Regions from separate parts of the Ovis aries genome. Here region 2 is linked to region 1. A link is a contact called in public Hi-C data. All regions are on one chromosome and are shown on one strand. Each heading gives the region's core, a stretch centred on a gene start, on an enhancer-like site or on the middle of the called end of the contact. The rest is flanking DNA. Distances are from core to core; before and after follow the strand shown.

Region 1 (3,974 bases), core at 467-2,966:
CGGGGAACAGGGGGACACCTCCTCCCACTCTCTCCCGACCCCACGATCCTGGGTCTGAGCCAGGATCCGGGACGCCTCCTCCCGCGGCTTAAAAACCCTGCGGTTTCGGTGGCCCAGGAGCAGTGTGCCGGCCTCGGGTCGCTGCTCCCTAAAGCGCTCCGCAGCGGCGAACCCAGCAGCGCAGCCTGGGGACCATCCCCGCTAGCAGAGGGGCCCGGCAGAAGGTCGGGGAGCGGGGAGGTCGGGGAGCGGGGAGGCCTCCCACGGAGCACGCGTGTCGGGGTCGTTGTGGATTGGGCGGCCGGGTCACCAACTCCACTCCATCGGTAGCGGGAAGCGAGCTGCGCCAGTTTCGCCGCTGTGGTTGCCGTCGCTGCCTCTCTTCGGCCGCCGGTGACATCGGGAGGAGACCGCTGGGAAAGGGCCGAGGAGGAGGAGGAGGTGCAGGGAGGGCTGGGGCGGGGGGCAGAAAGTAGCGGTTGTGCCAGGGGGCGTGTGAGCCGCCGGAGAGGCGGCCGCGCCGGCGACAACTTCTCCCGGCGCGCGCGGCCGGTGAGGGAGCCGGGAGCGCGGCGGGACCGGGAGCCCGAGGGAGGCGCGGGAGCCTCGGGAGCCGCCGCCCGCGCCCTGCGCCCTGCGCCGCCGCCGCCGCGCCTCCGGCGCGCTTCCTCCCGGTTCCCAGCCCCGGGTGCTGAGGCTCCGGTCTATAAATAGCAGGTTACTGCTCCTGCTCGGCGCTCACAGGCTCACCAGCGAACGCCGGAAAGTCAGACTAAAAGTGTCTGCCGCTGCCGCCGCCGCTGCCGCCCCCCGCTCCGCCTCCGGGAGAGGTAATTACCCGCCGGGGCCCCGAGGACCCGGAGGGGGCGTTGGCGGGGTGGGCTGGGTGACGGTGGGGGATCGGGGTCGGGGCCGTTGGAGCGGGTCTCACTGAGAGCGCGGGGGCACGTCCTGGCTGGGGTGCGGGGTGCGGGGGGCAGAGCTTGTCTGTCTGGCATCAAGTTTCTCAGCCTGGCGGCCCCGATAGCCCCATCCAGAGCCCCGATCCTGAGGGGTGTGGTGTGCTGTGCGGGCTGACCTGGGCTGCCGGGGTACCCCTGACAGCCGCGGACCCTCTGGCCTGGAGCCCCTCGGCCGGGCCGCGCGCCGGTCCAGGTTCAGCGTCCCCCCTCACCCTCGCTCTCTGGGCCCTGCGCTAACTCGGAGCTCTCAGAGCTCACTGACCTTCCAAGGCTGCGCCCACCCTCGCGGTCCTTTTGACGAGGCTGCGGGCGCCCGGGGGACGCGCTCTCAGCCCCATCCCGGCGGCTAAGCTGCCGCCGCCGCCCGCCTAGCGAGAAGTCGTCTTCAAGGCAAGGGCAGGGGGTGGAAGGTGGGAGTAACGATCATTGATCCTGGGGTCTGGGTTGCCCCAAGTTTTGTTTTTTTCCTAAAGGCCCCTCTTGACCCCCTTGAGCCCCCCATGACCACCCCCATCCTACTCCAAGAAACTCAATTCTGGCAAAGAAGCCCGGGGTACGTCTCTTCTTGGCCACCAAGCATCTCTTGAGAGGTCTCAAGAAAAGGGTTAGAAAGCGAGGGCAGTGGCTGGAGGGCGGGGGGTCGTGGTCGTGGTGGGGAGCTGTGGGGGGCGGGCAGGGAAGAATGGTTGGTTGGCGTCTGGAAACTGCGCTGCAGAGTCCACGGGCGCGCTGGCACCTCTGGCAGAGAGGGCCATGCCGGGGATGCTAGGAGCCAGGGGCTGGTTCCTGAACGGACTATCAGGGCTTGCAGCTGGGACTAAGATCAGAAAGCTGGAGCTCCAGGTACCTGCTTTGGCCTCTCCCGATGCCTCTGAAATCTCCCTTTTAGGGGGTGGTTTCTGCCCTTACGCTGTGGAGAGGCACTGGCAGTTACTGTCTGGGGACAAGAGGTTTATAAGGGTGAGGATATGCATATTGATTAGATTGTTGCTGCTGCTGCTGCTGCTGCCCCAAACTTAAAAACCAGGGAGGTTTTTTCTATTACTCTTGTCTTAATGATGCAGATTCACTTTGCCCGTCTCCCCCTAACCCCTGCAGCCAAGCGAAGTTTCCTCCCTCTTTCAGAGGTGTGTTCTGTGAGGTCATTAGATTATGACTTCTCTCCAGGTGTTAAAACATTTTGCATATCTCCTTCCTCTCCTGATAGAACTTGTTTGTAAAGGTGTGGCTCTATAAACTAAGCGAAAAGCTGGCAGGCAGGGGAGTCGATTGTCCTCTTCACCTCAAGAAGGGCACTAGGTAGCTTGTTTGTAAGCATAGGATTACATTTCAAAGACCCTGCTTGTAATAGGGATTTTCTTAGTGGATCCTGGAACAGTAATAGTAGTAATCTGTCTGTGCTAAAGCGGGCATAGAAGGTGCAAGGAACCACCAAGAGGGCAGCTGGCTAGTGCAAGAAGTTAAGTAAAAACAGGACTGGGTAAGTGGGCATTGCCTTACTTAATAGACAAAGAAATGCATTACCTTGTGTTTCTTTGTGGTGTACTCCAGTAAGGTAAAGCATTGAGGTAAAATTAGAGTAAATGATCAGTGGCTTCCTGATAGGTACTTGAGCACTAAAAACTGAACCTCTTGGATCTGTAGTAATGTACAATACCACTGCAATGGAATGCTTTTTCAGGGTATTTCTTTAAAATGTGATTTAGAACATTGTCCTTGAAAGGTTATGAACTGTGCATGGGAAGAGGGTCTAGATCCTTAGTGTTCGGAATACTACGTGCTGATTGAAATACTGCTCTTATTTTCAAAGATTATTCTCTGTGATTAGGCAAATCAATACTTATTTGTGATAAATTAATGACCAGTTAAGATGTACATATTTATAACTCTGTTTTGCTTTTGATTCTTTGATAAAGTATAAGAAAAACCAAAGAGACCAAGTTTAGTCTTGTTCTTCCAGCTATTTAAGGAAACACATGGTCAAAGTTATAGGCAGGAAGTACTTTCTATGTTGGGTTTGAGCTTCACTTTGGGGATGTAAATTGACTGAATGACTTCATATCTCAGAAGAGTTTTGTCAAAATACTCATAACACAGACTCGTCAGTTAAATTTGATTATAAAATAATGCTATTATATTTGAGTTGTGTGAAATGGAAAAATCATTAAGCTTAGAGAAAAGCCAGATATTTGTTCTAAATTGTGCAAATGGAAAGTAATTCATTTCCTTTCTGAGACCTGGGAGTTTCTTCTAGTACAAGTAATATTAATCCCCACATGGTGACAGAAGTAACTTTCACTACTTTAAGACAAAATCCAAGAGAGTGATTCTCCTAAAGACAAAGAAAAAAGTGCAGACTGATCTTGTATCTCTTAGCAACTGAATAGATGTCAGTTATCAGGTGACATCTGAGAATACAAAGTTAAAAAAATTATGAGATAATTAGTGAGTGAAATGCTTACTGAATATCTATTATATTTTCTAATTTGATAGTGCAAAATCCCCAGCCAGTACTAATATTATATGTACAAATATCATAATTTTTGTAATCTGTGTGGAGTAAATTCTTGTCTTTCATAACTATGGGAATTTTAATAGCTAGAAATGTGCCATTTTAAATAATCTCAAGTTTAATATTAATATCCACTTATTTGAAAGCTGTACTTGTCTCTTCTGTATTCCATACCTTACTTTTTCAATGTGTCCTATTTATCTTTCTGAAGCCCCAGGGGATCTGTTTTATAGACATTTTGATACTACTTTTTAATATTGAGTTAGGAATCTTTGATTATGGAGCTCTTTAGGACACATAAATATACACAGTTTCATATTCAGGCTAATAAATGATGTTATCAGACAAATAATTTCAGTTTAAACATTTATTTTCAGGCAAATCCAAATGATGCTATGATTGCATTCTTGAATGCAAGATGCACATAGCTTTTATTTTCTAAAATGCAGTATGTATGTACCTAAAAACACATTAAGATAAGGGAGACAATTTTAAGGAAT
Region 2 (3,974 bases), core at 918-3,417, 1.7 Mb after region 1:
CAGACGGTAAAGTGTCTGCTTACAATGTGAGAGACCCGGGTTCGATCCCTGGGTTGAGAAGATGCCCTGGAGAAGGAAATGGCACCCCACTCCAGTACTCTTGCCTGGGAAATCCCATGGACGGAGGATCCTGGTAGGCTACAGTTCATGGGGTCGCACAGAGTCGGAGTGACACGAGTGAGCAAATTCACTTCACTGCTGCCCATTGGAGAAGGAAATGGCAACAACATGCATTCCAGTATTCTTGCATGGAGAATCCCATGGACAGAAGACCCTAGTGGGCTAGTCCACAGGGTTGCAAAGAGTTGGGTATGACTAAAGCAACTTAGCATTGCTGCCCACAGGGTCCCCAAGAGTTGGACATGATCTAGAGACTGAACAACAATTGTCCCCATCTATGTTCTAGGTTATACATCTGAGAAAATTATGTGTCTAAAAAAATATCTAGGGATATAACCAATGAATTACAGCATTGCTTATAATACTAAAAATTGAAAACAAGCAAAATATCCATCAAGGTGGCTTCAGTCTGAAGGCTCCACAGCCCCCTAAATCTTAATAGAATCCACATGAAAAGTGAAAAAAGTAAGGAGAGAAGGCTTGCAGTCTAAAGCAGGGGATGGCAAACTGCGGTCCATGAACCAAATCTGGCCTACTGCCTGTTTGGGTGCGTATTAGAAGTTGCATCCAAAATGTGTATAGCTGTGAGTTTTTCCATTTTTAAAATGGTTGGAAGAAAAGAAAGTCAATATGTCAGAGGTCTTTCATGACGTGTGAAAATAAGAAATTCACATTTCAGTATTCATAAACAAGCCATTATTGGAACACAGCCCCCCTCATTCATTCATGTTTTGTCCAGAGCTTCTTTGTCACCACAATGACAGATTTGAGAAGTTTCAACAGAGACCCAGGTTGACCCATCAAGCCTTATTTTTCCTTATCTGGCCCTTTTTCCTTTATGCTGACCTCCAGCCAAAGATGCAGAAACAGCTTGTTAAACAAGATACCAACTTTTAAAAAACTTTTTATTTTCTATGGAGGTATAGCTGATTCACAACGTTGTGGTAACTTCAGGTTCACAACAAATTGATTCAGTCATACATTCACATGTATCTATTCTTTTTCAGATTCTTTGCTCTTGAACTCCCCTCCACGTCACTGTGGTATCCAAGCTCCAGCTGGGTGCTGTTGTTTGCAGCATTTACCACACTGATTTGACTGAGGATCCCTCCTTTATGTCTCATCCTGTACACATTTTTAAAAACTCCAGTTTGGGAAATGCTGTTCTTGAGCATGGGATTCTCCAGGCCAGAATACTGGAGTGGGTAGCCATTCCCTTCTCCAGGGGAGCTTCCTGACCCAGGGATCTAACCCAAGGCTCCTGCATTGCAGGCAGATTCTTTACCATCTGAGCCATAGGCTACACCCCAATACAAAATAAAAAGTTTTAAAAGGCAAAAAGTAAAAATAAAATTAAAAAGGAATGAAGAGCTAATGATGAAATTTCAGTTATCTGTGAATGCATTGCAAACATCTCCCAGTGTAAAAGAGAATTTGAGTTCTACATGTCTTTCAGATTACATCAATGGGAAGTATGGACAACTCTTCCTTGGGAATATAACTATGGGGGAAAAATCAACTTTGAGGAAAGAACCTTTTCTGTTGACAAAATAACACCATCTTTGTATTATAAAAGAAAAAAGGTAATTCTAAATATGGGGAAATGTCACAGAAAAAAAATGGCTATGTTGGCTCAGCAGAATGTTTGGTAAATGTTAACGCTAAAAACACTAAGCATGAGCTATGTGTAACCGTAATTCCTAAAGCCTCTGGAAGTCAGTAAATGTTACATAACAACCACCATCATCATTTCACTAGGGATTTAAAAACAGGATCAGTCTGTTCTTGCTGAAAGAATAAAAAATTCTCCTTTTGTGAAATAATAGTGACCTCCAGTGGCTGTCTTGTTATAGTGCTTTACATTTTCACAAATGCTGCTTAAAAAAAAAAAAAATTAAACATATGATACAAACAAAAAGATAAAATCTTTTCCAGATTTTAAACATTCATCTTTTCATTTCACATGTTTAGGTTGAGTGTGTCTCATTGTCAACACAGTTTTGAGCATCAGGAGAGAAAAACATGGGCTAAGAATCAGAAGACAGAGCCTTAGGACAAATGTGATGACCTAAAAGCTGTCTGACTCTGGACAAGATCATTTTGGACTTCCCTGAGCCTTGGCCTTCTCCCAGTGGTGTTCTGAGTAACAGTGAAAGCATACGTAGAAACACTCTTTATACTGTAGTGCTCATTGCAGAGAAATGGTACTATGTCATGTATGTTTCCTTCTTTAGAGTTTTTGAAACATGTCAAGAAAGTCAAGACATATGGGGTTAATATAGGAATGGGCAACCTTCCATTCAGACCCAAGAATGGAAGAAACAAATTGCCCTCTGGAAGCTAAAACATGAAGTCAACTTCAAAGAGACCAGGAAAAAGAAATGTGAAGTTCTCCAAGTCCATGATGATTTCATGAGGTGGACACCCTTGGCTGCCACTTCCTTCCCTGTTCTCTCTTACCAGAAGAGCCTTAGTCTCATTCTGGGGTTCACCCTCCCATGTTTTATAAATCACTAGGAGCTAAGTTGATCATACTTTTATTCTCTTTCCCAGTGACCGGATTTGGCCATGGTTATATGACCCAGCCAGCTCGATAGGATCCGAATTCTTCCTGGGGGCAGTAGCATGCACAGTCATGCTGTTATTCTTGCTATGGAAAAAATATTTACAGATGGTAACCTCCCTCCAGCCCCTATTTTTGAGGGGGTATGATCATGAAACGGGATACCTGGCGTTTCTGCAGCTGTCTGTGACTGTGAGAGGAGACCCTGGTGGTACCCTGAAAGCAGCAGAGCAGAGATGCAGAAATTACCTGAATCCTTAAAAATCAGTGTTGCGCTGTGGACTTTGCCAGTCTTAGAATTACCTACGTGTGTACTTGTAATGTGAGAGATGAAGCCCATTGCTTTTAAGGACATATTTAGTTGGAAGCTTTGTTACTCGTAGCAGAAGGGAGCCTTACACATTCCATGAGGCGTTGTCACTCTCAAGGCCTCTAAGCTTGGAAATGTCTGGCCCTTGATGAATTCCTTTTTGAAAATCATCTATAGCATATGAAGACTCTTGAAAGTCCCTTGGACAGCAAGGAGATCAAACCAGTCAATCTTACAGGAGATCAACCCTGAATACTCACTGGAAGGACTGAGGCTGAAGCTGAAGCTCCAGTATTTTGGTCATCTGTTGCAAATAGCTGACTCATTGGAAAAGTCCCTGATGCTGGGAAAGATTGAGGGAAGAAGAAGAGGGCATCAGAGGATGAGATGGCTGGATGGCATCACCAATGCAATGAACATGAACTTGGGCAAACTCTGGGAGATGGTGAGGGGCAGGGAGGTCTGGAGTGCTGCAGTCCATGCGGTCGCAAAGAGTTGGACATGACTGGGCAACAACAGCTTATGTTCATAGAGTTATAATTAAATATAATGCATACCATAATTTTCATATTAGTGAAACAACTGGGGTTCAGACTAAAGAGAAATCTTTACAAAGGAGAAGATATTGGTATCTGTTTGATGATGCAACTGACATTGTATCATTGGATTTAATGAATTAACGGATCAATTTACAAAATAAACAACAGCTCATACAGCCTAGTATCAGAAAAACAAATAACTCTACTAAAAATGGGCAGAAGACCTTCATAGAGATTCCTCCAAAGAAGACATACAGATGGCCAATGGACACATGGAAAGATGCTCAACTTTGCTAGTTCTCAGAGAAAAGCAAATCAAAACTACAACAAGATATTACCTCATACAAGTCAGAATGGCCATTATCAAAAAGTCTACTGGAGTAGACAAATAAGTACTGGAGAGGGCTTCCCAGGTGGCAGTAGTGGTAAAGAACCAGCCTGC

The links. A called contact is a pair of places that touch in the nucleus more often than the background predicts.
Region 2: a Hi-C map of tail adipose tissue shows a contact between it and region 1, with 10 times the contacts expected there. The contact joins the enhancer-like site here to the promoter of LOC114108871 in region 1. A contact is called at or near these places in 4 of 16 Hi-C or Micro-C datasets (hypothalamus, omental adipose tissue and tail adipose tissue).

The regions. Positions count from the first base shown.
Region 1 is chr17:15,045,513-15,049,486 of ARS-UI_Ramb_v3.0, forward strand. It overlaps LOC114108871 (serine/arginine repetitive matrix protein 1-like), which reads right to left and starts at 1,717. Exons shown (of 7, transcript XM_027956959.2): 1 at 1,597-1,717; 2 at 1,175-1,345; 3 at 774-955; 4 at 1-704. The coding sequence starts at 1,717. INPP4B (inositol polyphosphate-4-phosphatase type II B) reads left to right here and starts at 555. Exons shown (of 26, transcript XM_015101375.4): 1 at 555-830.
Region 2 is chr17:16,695,639-16,699,612 of ARS-UI_Ramb_v3.0, forward strand. No RefSeq gene overlaps it. Among named protein-coding and RNA genes, the nearest start is that of RNF150, 33 kb to the right of the region's middle. Within about 2 kb of position 2,168, at least 5 of the 54 cell types and tissues checked have an H3K27ac peak or open chromatin away from gene starts, as enhancers often do. A contact at or near this core is called in tail adipose tissue, where this site is marked.